Regions from separate parts of the Drosophila melanogaster genome. Here region 2 is linked to region 1. Evidence: chromatin contacts called from public Hi-C data. All regions are on one chromosome and are shown on one strand. The core of a region is the stretch at or near the end of the contact, and the rest is flanking DNA. Distances in the headings are between cores, read along the strand shown. Region 1 holds the start of T48 (Transcript 48). Region 2 holds the start of spg (sponge).

Region 1 (6,835 bases), core at 4,292-6,791:
CTCTCGAGGAGCAGTAGTGAGAAATCTCATGAGTCCGCGGCTAGTGTGTCCACAACACAATCCTCGGAGGAGCAAGAATCAACCACTAGCGCAGCGCCGGCGGCGGCGGCTCAAAGAGCAGGAAGCCAGTTGGTTGAGTCCAATTCTTCCGACGATACACTTTTCTCCGATGACTACGATCCCAGCTCGAATCTGAGTTTGAATGCCGTGAATGGAACGCGGCTACCGAATGTCCAACCAATTCCGAAAAGGCGCCAGTTTGTGCATCTAAATCGTGAAGCTATGGCCATTTATCTGGCGGGAACTACTGGGGGATAATGTTTGTTTCATTTAGGATATTTTCATAAATTAAATTTGAAATAACACTGTTACCATCTATGTAACCATCTATCGATAGTTTCCGCCATGTTATTAGCAGCAGAAACAGCTGGCTGAGCACCAGGGCTGCATTATTGTTTGTTAGTTTTGCTGTTTGGTTTTTAACAAATTTCCTGGTTTTCCCTCAAAAACCCTCTCTTATATAAATAAATCAAGTGCAAAATGCTGAGTCCATAACAACACACGTAAGTTTGTTGGCAAGCAGTGAGTGATTTCTTCGAAAAGTGCAATTCCTGCAATCTGTTATGTTTTCACAATGACTTTTATTCGATCTTAATCTAAACAGTTTAAAGCTCAAATAAATGTAATCAATTAGCAAGTATTAGCAAATGTTAATAGGCGTTGTTGTTTCTCGACGTCGCTGCTGCTGCTGCTGTTGTTGTTGTTTTTGTTGTTGCTGGCGCTGGAACTGGTCATCGATGTCGATGAAATTGGCATCCTGCGTGTTATCCTTGGGCAGCGCTGCCGGCGTCGCTGCCGCGGCATAGTAGTTTAGGCCCACGCCCACCGCCACGCCCCCAGTGACGCCTCCGGGGGGCATGGTCGTGGCAGCCTGACCCATTATAGAGCTCATAAAACCATTGGCCACGACAAAGTTTCTGAAAAATTGATTACATCAATGTACAAAATAATTTCGAGCAACCCCCTCCGGCACAAAAAAAAAAAAAAAAAAAAAAAAAAAATATGGAAAAAAATGATATCGTCTAATTGGGTCTGTGTGCGCATAAATGTCGTAAAATTAATTTCGTGTTAATTTCATGTTGGCCATCAATTAAACTAGTGACATTTCACTAAATTACTTCCGTTTCGAAAATGCAGGTATAAATACCCAGTTAAAATCCTCTTCACGAGCTATTCATCAACCATTAATTTATGTTCATTTAATATTATTTAACTCAATCAAAATCGATGATATCTTTGTACATATGAAACAGAAAAAACGATTCAAATTAGCTAAAGGGGAAACCCACCTGTAGTGCTGATCGATCTGAGCCTTTTCAATGCGTTTGTCCTTGGCCCTGCGATTCTGGAACCAGATCTTGATTTGCGTTTCGGTCAGGCGCAGCGTTTCGGCCAGCTCGAAGCGACGACTCCTGGAGATGTACTCGTTCCGATGGAACTCCACCTCCAGGCGAAGCGTCTGCTCTGTGCTGAAAGTGGTCCTCTGGCGGCGTTGTCTTCCCTCCTTGCGTCGCCTGCGAGCCACTGAAAGTCAAATACATTGATATCCTTACAATTAATACGTGTATAATATCTAGTTGGAATCAGCTTATTAGTTATGTAAACCCCGCACCATTCAGTGTGTACAATAACGACATCCGTCGGATAGCATCATTTTTTCACAGCCCACCCACTTTCGTTTATGTCCAACACAATGGAGATGTTAGAGCGAAATTAATCTTACATTAACAAACCATCAAGTTATGAGCGGGACTAAACGTTTTCGAATGTGGTTGCGTGTCGCTGCGTCAGTTAAACAAATAATTAACCACTCCGATCCGTGGTCCATCCGTCGTCCTCCCTCTCTTGCTCTCTCCGCCCGCCCACCTGCCAGAATTCGTCGTCGGTCGCGTTTGTGGTGCACATTAAAAGTGCATTTACCACGTAGTTTCTGTTCTCTATGTTTTTTTTTTTACCACGCTTTTCATTTCGGCAATCTATGCTGATCCGGGAAAGTTATAACAATGCCAACAGCTGGCTGGCCATCATCATCATCATCATCCTCGTCGAAATTCTCGGCATCATCCGCTCTTTCGAGTTTTCCATTCTGTCGTTTGATTGTTTGCATTCGCAGTGTCGCCGACGATGAAGCTCAACCAAGCGCACATTATGCCCCACTTCATCCTGCAACAACGAGCACCTGCCACCCAGGAACACCCACCACAAACACCCACACCATGGTGAATGTTGCGGTTTAGAGTCTAATTGATGTAACAAGGCGAAGCTGACAAGTTGCTCGGTGGTGTTAGGATGGTGGGGGGGGGGGAGGGGGGGTTTCCCCGGGAAGGGGTTGCTTTGTGGGCGTTGTAATCTCTAGCTTTTGCTTGATTACCCCTAGTCCGGATGGCTCTGGAGGGGCTTAAGCTCTTCCCTGATCCTTGCCGAAGGTTTTTTTTTTTTTTTAAATCACGTGTGTAATTCGATAGCCAAGTGTCCTTTCGGACGGTTTGTTGTGGCTAAAAATGAGTCTTCCTCGCTTAACCCTCCTCGCTTGCTGTTTGTGTTTGCTTTTTTAGGTTTCCTGCCGAGCTCAATTACAATGCTAATTTTTTCAGACACTTGTTATTTTTTTGAGATTGACCAAAAGTTTGGCTTGTAAGTTAGTTAATTTAAAGATCAAGTACTTATAGTAACTACCAAGCTGGTTTAGCATTAAATATATCAACTGTTCTGAATCTAAAAAATGCTTGCATATGTAGAATACGTTTCTGCTCGTAGAAAAGGTTTCAAAGTGTCTTTAACTTTGATTTCTTGCTTACGAATGGCTAACCCATTCACCCTTAACCTGCGATCATTTTCATTAGCCGACGCATTTCCATGTTTCAATATCCCCTCAACCTCATCTCCGCACCTGGCCACCTTGGCCACCTCATCAGGAGCAAACGAAAAAGCCGCAAGTAAACGAAAACTTTCACGGCTCAATGCGTTTTAATTTTTTCTTGGCATTCGGTTATTTTTTTTCCTTGGCTAATTTCTTTGCATTTGGGGGTCAGCAGCAGCAGCAGCAGCAGCAGCTCATTGTGTGGCATTGCTTGGTTGCCCCACCTTAGTTTCGTTTATTTTTTTCCAACTGATTTTACATAATCCTGGCCAGCGCACTCGGTGCGAAGATGTGGGGGATATTCAATATTGCAGCACTGACGATTAATCAGTTTTTTTTTGCGTATCCGACTTTTTTTTTTTGCAGTTCCTGCGGAACCAAGTTCATCTGGGCTGCACCTGCGCAGGCGTGTGAAATGCTCATCACTTCCTCTGGGCCTTTTCAATCGTAACTTTCGAACTCTTTCGGGGATCGGGCGGAAATGTTGGCTCCCCTGGGCTTCAGCTGTCCGCGATGCTTGCTCCTGCGACGTGGCGCCGAGCGTTGGGCCTCACTGGCCCGCCAATTGTCGGGCAGCAGCTCCCAGGATGATGCCAGCAGCAAGGATGCGGCCGCCCAGGAGGCAGCAAGTGGCTGTCCGCCCAATAGCACAACGACGGGCACTGACACTCCCAAAGCCAAAGATAAAACCACCAAGGGAAGGAAGCGGCTCAGAAACATAGAGGTAATGTTGTAAGCTAGTTGTTATCATTGCTATTATAGGTTAAATATCAGTTGGTAAGATTGTAGTTCATTAGAAAGAAAGGATCATCGATCTAGTATTGTAACACAAAACTTAGTGTAGTTCTATGAACTTCTAAAACTATTGAGCAGTATTATCGAAGGATCCAATTGTTATCACAATACTGAAATAACTTTCTATCCTAAGAGGAAAGTGGCTCAAGAGATTGCATATTATATAATCGTTTGCAGATACCTCCCGAGCCCACCACCTGCTGCATGTCGGGCTGCGCCAACTGCGTTTGGCTGGACTACGCACAGACGCTGGCCAAGCTGCTGGGCGACAACGATGAGGAGGCGCGAGAGATTGTGCTGAGCAAGATCACCGACCCGAACCTGAAGATGTTCCTCAGCCTGGAGCTGCGCCAGATGGCTAAGCAGCGGGAGGAGAAGGCGGCGGCGGAGAAAGCAGCGAAGCAGGGAAAGCCAAAGAAATCCTCGCCCCCGCCGTAGTACAAATCCCCGCTCACCTAAATATCTAGTTAGGACCAAATTCGTAGTAGCTCAAATTTACTCTTGTACTTAGTGTGTAAGAACTAAGAAACCTCAAAATAAACATGTAAGAGTTAAGGTTCTGAAGAAGTTATTTTCGTAGTTCTAAAGATTCTGCATAGCTTTGCAAATATTCTACACATTGTTAGAAACCATTCTTTTTTAAATGTAAGTACTCACGAAATGCGGAAAAGCCGGCGCTGAAGTGCGGGTCACTTGGGAAGCCGGCTGGGAATGCGTGTGGCAGGACAGGATTCGCAGCTCCACCGGCGGCAATTGCTGGCGGCGGGCTCACGTAGCTGAGTTTCTGGTGCACCAGCTGCGGCGGATGATGGTGATGATGATGATGCTGCTGGTGCTGCTGGCTAGGATGCTGCGGATAGTCCTTGGCGTGACCATAGAAATCGTAGGCGGGATATGCGGCTAGCGAGGTGCGTTCATCGCTGATGGAAATGTCTGGCGAGGAGACGCTTCCTCCATCGCTGTGATAGGGCGTGTCACAGGGCGGCGGCTTGTGGGCGTGTGTTCCGACGTCGATTTCCCCATTTTCCGAGGAGCGCGTTTCCAAATGCCCGTACAGACGTTCGAAAAACTGTCGCGGCGACGAGGGACGTTGCGGCACGGATAGAATCGTAGTGTTCGCTATGGGATCTAAGCTGTCACTCCTTTTGATGCCCGGCGAGCCGTCGGGTGAGCCAATCTCAACTTTGTGACGTTGCATTTCGTTTGAGGATGTGCCGCGTTAGCTGTCCAAACTAATCACTTGGGTAATCGGCGAGCGACTGAAGTGCCACAAATAATTCTACTTCCGCTGGTCAAGCGACGCTTATCCTGACGTCGACGTCGGCAGAGGAACTGGGTGAAAAAAAAAAACAAAGCAAATTACGCGGCACATCAGAAAATTAACAGCAGCAGCGGGGGCGCCTAAAATGCTGCTTACTAATAATAATAATAAAAAAAAAGGACCCCCTTCCCACTAAACACCTGAAGTGTGGCCTGAAACCCGGTTTGATTGGCTGAAGTGCCGTGCAATTAACCCCTAATTTTACTTCCGGCCAAAGTTTCACTTAAGGGTGGCAAGCAGTGTGCCTAAATAAGCTCCGCCCACTCTTAAGCAAGCAGTACTCACGTCTTCATACAAGCAGTGTGTGCGTACAGTCCCTGGTTTAGCCAAGTTTCTTACCTCGCCAGTGCTTTGCGAGGACAACAACCTTAAGAGCGAGATCCCTAGAGGTGGGCAATCAGCATTTGCTTCTTCAATGTATTTCATGCATTTTTCAAACTACCATAAACGGTCCGTCTAAATGGCAAAAAGTCTATATAAGCAACCGAATCGCGCCACTATCTGTAATTTTACATAGCGCGCGCGAGGGATCGAATCAAATCGAATCGAGTCGAGTCGAGTTCGTGGATTATATCAGCATGGATAATGTGTTCCCAAAACTTCGGTGCGTAAACGTGTGCTGTTTTGGGAAAGAAGTATCGATGAAGTGATAGTGATCGAAAGAACGAAAACAAAAACAAACGATTACGGTTATGTTGCCAATCCGTCTGCGCTGCGCAACCGATTTGCACGTACCGTTAGTTCGCGCAGCTGTCGCAGCCACCGAAAGTGCCAATAAAGAATAATAACAATAAACAAAGACCAACAAGTGGTGACGAAAATAAGAAAAAAAAAGGTACATCCCTTCGATTTTGGCCAATTTCGATTTTGTTTATCGAATTCCCATATCCCCTCAAACACCACAAAATGGGAGCAGTGCAAAACAAATAAAACCAGAAAAATTGCAGCGACTTTTGTTTGTTGTTTTCTGTCCGGATATTAATTGAATGGCTTTTATTTGGCCCCGGCGTGCATTTGTGTTTGTTTCTCTGACGGCTCTGAGCTGCGTTTGAGCAATGCAAAAATATTTTGTTAAAACTCGTTTCGTTTCGTTTAGAGCTTATTTGGCTTAAGCCCGCGAGTGTGTGTTTTTCAGTCGCCGACTTTTTTCCATCCATCAATTTCGGTTTTTTGTTACACTGACATATGCAAATTTTTTGAACATTTTTCGTGCGTTTTATTTTTTTGAGCTCAATTTATAAATACCTTCTGGTTGCACAGAAAAATGAAATTCAGACATGAACCTCGACTTAAAAAGTAATCAAACTGGATTGGAATCAATTGCAAAACAATCATATTTAATGAATTACAAACAGTAACCTTAAATTTATACATCAATACATCACATCATTGTGCTGAAAGACCTTAAAATAAATTTGCAAATATTTAAGCATAGTGTTTTGAGTCTTTAGAATGTTTGTATATTTTTTGTCGTGTGTAGAGCCTCTTCGGCATTTCCTCCTCCAGGCGATGTTTAATAAAGCGAAACCCACATGTTGTTCATTCTGTTTTCCATCCAAAAACAAACGAAAAAAAACAATAACATCAGCCTTTTCATTTCCATTGACATTTATGAGCGGCGCTAAGGGTGCACGCTGCCTCTCGCTCGCACGCAGAACTTCCTGCCTCTGGCCATCCCGCTTGCACATGCAGAGGCGTGGGCGGAGGCATTCGCGAGGGGCTTATTGTGGGATTTCTTTTGATTCCCTAATTCCCACCGCGGGATTTCTCGTGGGCTCGTTTTCATTATCCTGCGCATG
Region 2 (6,704 bases), core at 1,790-4,289, 2.0 Mb after region 1:
TCAAGACTTCAAGTGGATTGAGTTTGGGATTGGGAATGACCCGGGTCGTGTACCAGTTCTGGCTCCGCACAAGTCGACTTGTTCAAGCTCCAATTGGCAAATTAATCAAATTTTAATTGCGACCAGCGTAAAGAGCGAAAACAGCCGGCGAACGAAAAGTGGTAACCGCAATTTGAGTGGCTGTGAAATGCAAATCGCTTGTGTAACAGCGGAAATGCATCCATCCATCCAAGCCACTCGATTGGAATGCCGCACTGGACACAGTGGCCATCGTTCATCATTGCCGATCGATTGTTTGCCTAGGCCTCAAATATATAAAATATGTGATCAGCCGGCACTATCACCGCCTTGATAAGGCACACAGTTCGGCTCCACCGATTAACATTTAGCAAGAGTCACGATATCAGTGCTCTCGAGGCCAAGAATTCGAAAGACGAACAGAGCAGAGTAGAGCGATTCGATGAATCAACGATCCGCGAATTAGACAAACACAAGTATCTAGATACGACATAGATACTTTTAGTACCCCAAAGAATGCGAGAATATGCGTCACTTGTCTAGCCAAGAGCCGTGTACCCGGTCCCCCAGAGACGACTCCTCGTGTCATTAACCGGCCAGCGAGTCGCACAAGGGAATCAGCCCTGCACAATGGACACAATTCGACTCCAAGCGTTTCGAGTCAACTGTATTGGGAAACTAAATTGGTTCGCATAGTTAGCGAAAACAGAAACAACCCCACGCTTTGAAATAAAATACAAGTGCCATAGTTTAGCGGATAGAAAGTGAATCAGACTGACAAACTTTTAGTCACCCAGTTTCTATTTCTTTCAGAGATAACGAGATTTCAAAAACAAATGTGACTTATTGCTTGAATAACACTTGCTTAGTAAGACTTACTAAGCACTTACTTAAACTGATAGGTGTAAAAGAATAAATAAAAGTGTTTATTTGATAATTGTATATCCAAATATTTGCATAATTAAATGAATTATGAGAATGAACAATTCCATTTTTGGTAATATGCATATAAATTAAGCATTTGTGTAGCATGGGTGGATCAGATTTGGATTTTGAAAGATAAAGCTTCATCACCTTATAGAGGGTAAGGTCTTAAAAGTTATTTTAAACCGACATATGAATACCTAATTTGGAAAGTGTAATTTGTTGTGATAAAATGAATACTAGGTTGAAATATTTGAAAGAGGGAAATATTTTTTTTGGCAGATTGATGATCTGAAGGGTGGTTTTCGTCACACCCTCCCCTAAAAATGGTACAATTACAATTACAATTAGAAGGGAATAGCAAAAATAAAAAATATTTCTCCAATAAGTGAATTCCCATTAAGCTAATAACCAATTTTGCCACCACATCGCCCCATCCCACCCACTGTGCGGTTTTTTGGCTTGGCACACATTTTGCATACGAAATATTCGCGGCAGAATTATCAAAGAAAAAAGAATGGAAGATTTGCGGGGGAAGGAAAAGCGGTAAAGATGATGACACCGCGAGCCATCAAACCACAGGGAAATGTACGCAAAAACATTAAATAATGAAACTACATACTAACTACTGTACATATGTACATATGTATGTACTTATGATTTCTGTGTGTGCATTTATGAGCTGGTTTAATGAACGCCACTTTTGTTTTGCTGCCCGGTTGTTTTGTGTCTTTGCCGCCGCGAGATGATGATTATGTAAATTGTAGAAAAGTAAAAGGGAAACTAAATACGAGCGCATGCAGTGTGGAATTGTGTTTTCCTTTTCTCCCATGTTTGTGGGCATGTAAGACAATCGAGCGTGCCGATATTAACGTATTTTCCTTAATGCGGTGATTAATTATGCTGAGGTGAAGTTGAATGGAAGTGCTCGAAAATAGTTATCAATTAGGCGTGCCACAATCACTTGCAGCTGTTGGAAAACTAAAACGAAAACAACAACAACGAAACAAACGAAACACACTGCGTTTTCCAACTGATAAAGGAGCACTCACACACATAGACACACACATGCACGCACTTTGCACACCCACACTAGGGCGCAGTCGCGTTCTGATTGGGACCTTTATTGATTTTTCCTGTAAAAGGAATCGGCAGGAGAACAGGAAACTACTAAAGAGTATCTCATGCTCCAAGTTGAGCTAAACACATTTGTATTCGCCAGCTGTATATGGTGCGCATTTATTGAGTAAACATTCTGCGTTTTATTGTCAGGCCCAAAAAGAACAATTCCAATTGGAAGAGTCAGCGACTATACTCCCACACACACACGAACCCAGAGATTCTCCGATTGGCGTACCTTGACTAAAAACACAATTTCTCGGCAGCTTCCTCGCCCACCAGATGACACATTTCCCGCTTTATCACTTGTTTGCCCACAGATATTGCCACTATTTGGATTCTTGGCTTGTTTCGCGACAAAACAAATACGCAGCGCGGCCGAAATTCCGAGTCCGCTTATCAACAAAAATTGCGACCAACCGCGGCGAGCAGTGTGACTGTTATATCGAGAATTCGAAAAACCAACAAGAAATAGCTGCTAGGGATGGGAGAATGTAGCGATATCTTGGGATCATATATATCGCTTGAATATTTACTTCGTTCGTAATATATTTATACTGCAATTTATTTTCTAACCTTAAAGATTTAGTGCTTATATTTTATTCATTATATATCTCGGTTAAGTAATACGTACACCGTTAATTTAAAAGAAAAAATTTAAAAAAAAATGGGATAGAGTTAATGGGGCCGAGTCAGACCAACGCTATGGACTGCATATTAAAACGGATTTGGTATTGTTTTGTTTGTTAAATTATTGAATACATTGAATGAATGTGCCTCCAAAACTGTAACTGCGAATTGGTTCGGGTCTTAGCTAGACCATAAATACCGGTGTGACCGTCACCGCTAAAATGAAAATTCCCTCAAAAATGCAATAGTAAATAATCCATCGCTTAGCAACTGGCCACACTGCAACGTATATAAGCCGACGAATCCCGAATTTTGTTGTTGTTCTTCAAACAGCTGAGCGGCGGACGGATATTTGTTGTTGCTGCGCCCGGGAAGCTGCGCAGCGGAGAACGCGAAAAATAATAAAACGCAAAAAATAGCGAAAATTAAACGCGTTGCAAGTGCAGCAGAAAACAACGGTAATAATTCGCGAAGCCAAGGGACAAGCAATTTAAATTGCGCACAGTGTAGAAATCCAATTGGAAGTTCGGCTGGGAGTCCCAAATTCGTATTGATTTTCTTGTTTGTGTGTGCGCGGGTCCGTGAAAAAGGCAACAAAAGCAAAGCCACCACTTCCAGACTTCCCAATCAGCCACTTCCTTTTCTTCCACCTAGCGGTAATCATTGCCAATTGGAACCGCGATCGTTGCCTTCCAGCGACAACAACAATGTAGCAAGTGTATTTTCTGCTTGTAGTTGTAGTTATTAAACAAGATAAAGTGCGAGAAAGAGAAGGAGATAGACAACAACAAAAGCGAAAGTTTTATTGAGTGCGTAGATGTGTACGAGTGTGTATGTGTGCTATTGCGAAAAATTGTTGATAAATATTGGCCGTTATAAATGCGAATTCAAATGCAGATATTTGCCGATGAAAAGGGTGTTTCCTCAAAAAACCGTTGATTAATTATAAATGCAAGGAGTGGCCGGCTAAGTTGGATTTTTTCGGCTTAACTTGCAGCGAAGCAGCAGCGACAAAATGTGGATACCTTCGAACAACAAATACGGAGTTGGTGAGTAAATAATAAGAGTAGGCGGTGTGCCACCCACTTTTCCAAGCTACCCACCACCCCCCGCTGGGCGTCACGTGCGCGGCCTTTGTTTTTATTGCTGCCTTTTGCGGCGATTCACGCGTTTTTCCGCGAAACGCCGGATACCATGCCAACCACCCCCGCACGTTACCGAGCGGGGAGGAAAAGCGACTTTTCTACTTATTTTTGTACACAAACTGTTTGTAGCATCATCATCCCCCAGTTCACCGCACCGCCCCCCCCCCCTTTCCATGCAGCGTGTAGTGTATCTCAAAGAGATTTCCCTGTTTGTTGTTGCTGCCGCTGCGCTGCGATTTGATGTGTTTATACACACAGTTTTCCGCGCGCTCAGTTTTCCCGCACAGCGCTCGGCTGTCGCGTTGCCAATTTCCCCCCAGCCCAGGTGTTGCCAATTTAAATGCTTTCGTAATTACGAACACCTAAAAAAATGTTTATTTCGCAGACAAAATATATATTTGTCCAAGTTCATATGGTTGATTTTGATTTGAAACGTTTCTCTGATTCTGATCTGAAAATAACTACATCTTAATTATATTTCCTAGTATGCTAATATAAAACCTACTCGGTAGATAGAATATAGAAATGGGAAAGAAAAACGCTTCAGTGCACATGGTAAAAACTATTTAAGATCTCAAGAATCGAAACTTGCTTGCTATGGACTTTATTTTTCTCGTTACACATTTTACTTGGAATATGTTGCTGGTTTCTCTTGATATATATATTATATCTATAATATTATATCTATTATCAAGCTTTAAGCAGAATAAATAAACAGCAAATATATTTTTGCCTGCACCACAGTCTACATTTAAACGGTTACCACTGTGTAACCGGCGTGGAAAATCAAGTTGCGTGTTGTGATAACACACATGCGAATAATACAAGTGAATCTTGGATATTCTTTGGGCAGCACAATGTGCTGGTCTTGGTTTCTCCTCGACTGGGATGCTCCATTATCTTCGCATTCGTCGCACTTCTCGCTTCAATGGCAGCGCTTAACAAATTACTGCGGGGACAGGGCAGGGAAGTAGTCAACAAAATAAAATAAGACAAAATAAAACAAAATAAAATAAAAGAGCCAGCGAACGACAACGGATGATTTGCTGCGGACGATGTACTACGTACAGCATCTTCAGTGGCAGACTCTGTGCCAAGTTTTATTCATTGTGCCGCTTCAATGGGTTTTCTTCGCCCAGATAAGCACCAATATTCATTGTTTATGGGATGCTCTACCCAAGGGAATATGTCCTACGATGTAATGCCTAAAATGTTTCCATAAAATTAATAAATATTGCTTGATCAGTTTGGCATTCTATATTGCTTCTATCTTGGTGGTAAAGGGTATGCAGTCTTCGTCAGTACCATCCAAGTACTCTTCATTACAGCTCCGTTTTTGTGCTCCAGTCGCTCCAGTTCGCCATCAATCGTGGCGACAGCTATTGGCTGCTGTGCGCTGACATTTGCTCCACATTCAACCCGGCAGAGATTGACATGAGAGCGGTCAGAGTTTACACAAATCAATCAGTCAGTCAGTCATCGGGCAATCCAGCGATCCAGGCTGGTTTAGCATCATTAGCGATACGAGGCGCTGGCAAGCCAACGCCCTAACCTTGCACAATGCCCAGTCCCGCCTCCTTGCGCACACTTTGGACCTACTTCCTTGGTTCCCGGCCCACTGTCCTCCTCCTGTCGTTCTGTCCTTTCATCTGGGAGCGCCACGTGCTGGCCAACTGCAACTGCTGGGCAATGACTTCATTACCAGCGCGTTCTTTGTCCGCAGCCCTTGGTTCTGCGCTTCTTCCCCTATAAGTAATTATTGTACCGCTCCTGCTGCACATACAGTCGAACATCAATAACTTGAAAGCTGAAACCACCATCTGTCACGGGACGAATCATTTTTCAAATGTATCAGGCTTTTACTCATGTTTACATTCAGTTTTTGTATATTGAGTTCGCACATGAAACTGAAAGCACTTGGGAAAAGTATTTCTTTCATAAACTTTAGGGATAGTTTAATAAACTCTACATAAAGGAAATAATATATATTAATATGGAATTTTAGTAGTATGGTTATAAAGCTATTCTATGGGAAAATCCATTACCATCTTCTGAATGTGTTAACTGAATCTACTGAATGGAAATTATTGGTAGCTTTTATTAAGTTTCAAAAGGTTCAATCCAGCGAGGTCGGACTGTAGCTGTGCCCTCAATTGCGCAGTGAGTCGCGTGCACAATGGTGACAATTCCGCGGAGCAACCCTCGTAAATCTGGACCTGGCCATGCGGGTCACTCCATTCGGGAGTTGGCGAACTTAGATTCGAAGCTGAAAGTTTACGCAACTTTTTGCCAAAAAATCTGAATGAATCTGCGGGGATGAAGGGCAGCGGCGGGAAGGGACAGGCCTGCGGCACCGGATGCTGTCTTTCTGCCTTTTCCAGCGAATTCCGCTGTCGCAGCGGCAATTTCAGTTTCAACTTTAATTTAATATTCATTTTATGCATTTGGCCGCACAAATTTGTGCAGCGCTTCCTTCCTTCAGAATAACACACAACCAACCGCACACACACACACACACACGAGTGCGCATAAAATTGATTCATTTCCATTGTTTAATATGCTCGGCGGGCGCGCTTCTTTTTCATTTATTTTCCGATTCGAGTGGTGCGTACGGAACACTCGTCCATTTCAGTTGTACTTCCATAATTCGTCTTTAACGATTTATTTATGAATTGCCATTTGCGGGACACACGGCGTATGATTAACAGCCAGCGCGCACGCACACTCGAAATTTATCAGTATAACGCATTTGGGCGCATTATCGGTCACACTGCCTTCCGGATGGATGGATGGATGGATGGATGGGGTGTTGGTGACCCCGTCCGTGGACTGATTTATGTAAATGCCAGGTCTAGGAAAGGTACCTAT

Evidence for each region. Hi-C and Micro-C count contacts between places; a contact is called where the count stands out from the background.
Region 2: a Hi-C map of the Kc167 cell line shows a contact between it and region 1, with 3 times the contacts expected there.

What each region holds. Positions count from the first base shown.
Region 1 is chr3R:26,876,193-26,883,027 of dm6, forward strand. T48 (Transcript 48) reads left to right here and starts at 5,542. Exons shown (of 3, transcript NM_001276070.1): 1 at 5,542-5,871. ro (rough) reads right to left here and starts at 4,979. Exons shown (of 3, transcript NM_170294.1): 1 at 4,373-4,979; 2 at 1,350-1,584; 3 at 579-977. The coding sequence starts at 4,913. The coding sequence ends at 701. It overlaps ms(3)K81 (male sterile (3) K81), which reads left to right. Exons shown (of 1, transcript NM_143253.2): 1 at 1-370. The coding sequence ends at 318. CG5500 reads left to right here and starts at 438. Exons shown (of 3, transcript NM_143254.3): 1 at 438-563; 2 at 3,287-3,644; 3 at 3,893-4,267. The coding sequence starts at 3,402. The coding sequence ends at 4,153.
Region 2 is chr3R:28,842,261-28,848,964 of dm6, forward strand. It overlaps spg (sponge), which reads left to right and starts at 3,040. Exons shown (of 13, transcript NM_170379.5): 1 at 3,040-3,149; 2 at 3,689-3,740. The coding sequence starts at 3,707. Apc (APC-like) reads right to left here and starts at 2,488. Exons shown (of 4, transcript NM_057804.3): 1 at 2,300-2,488.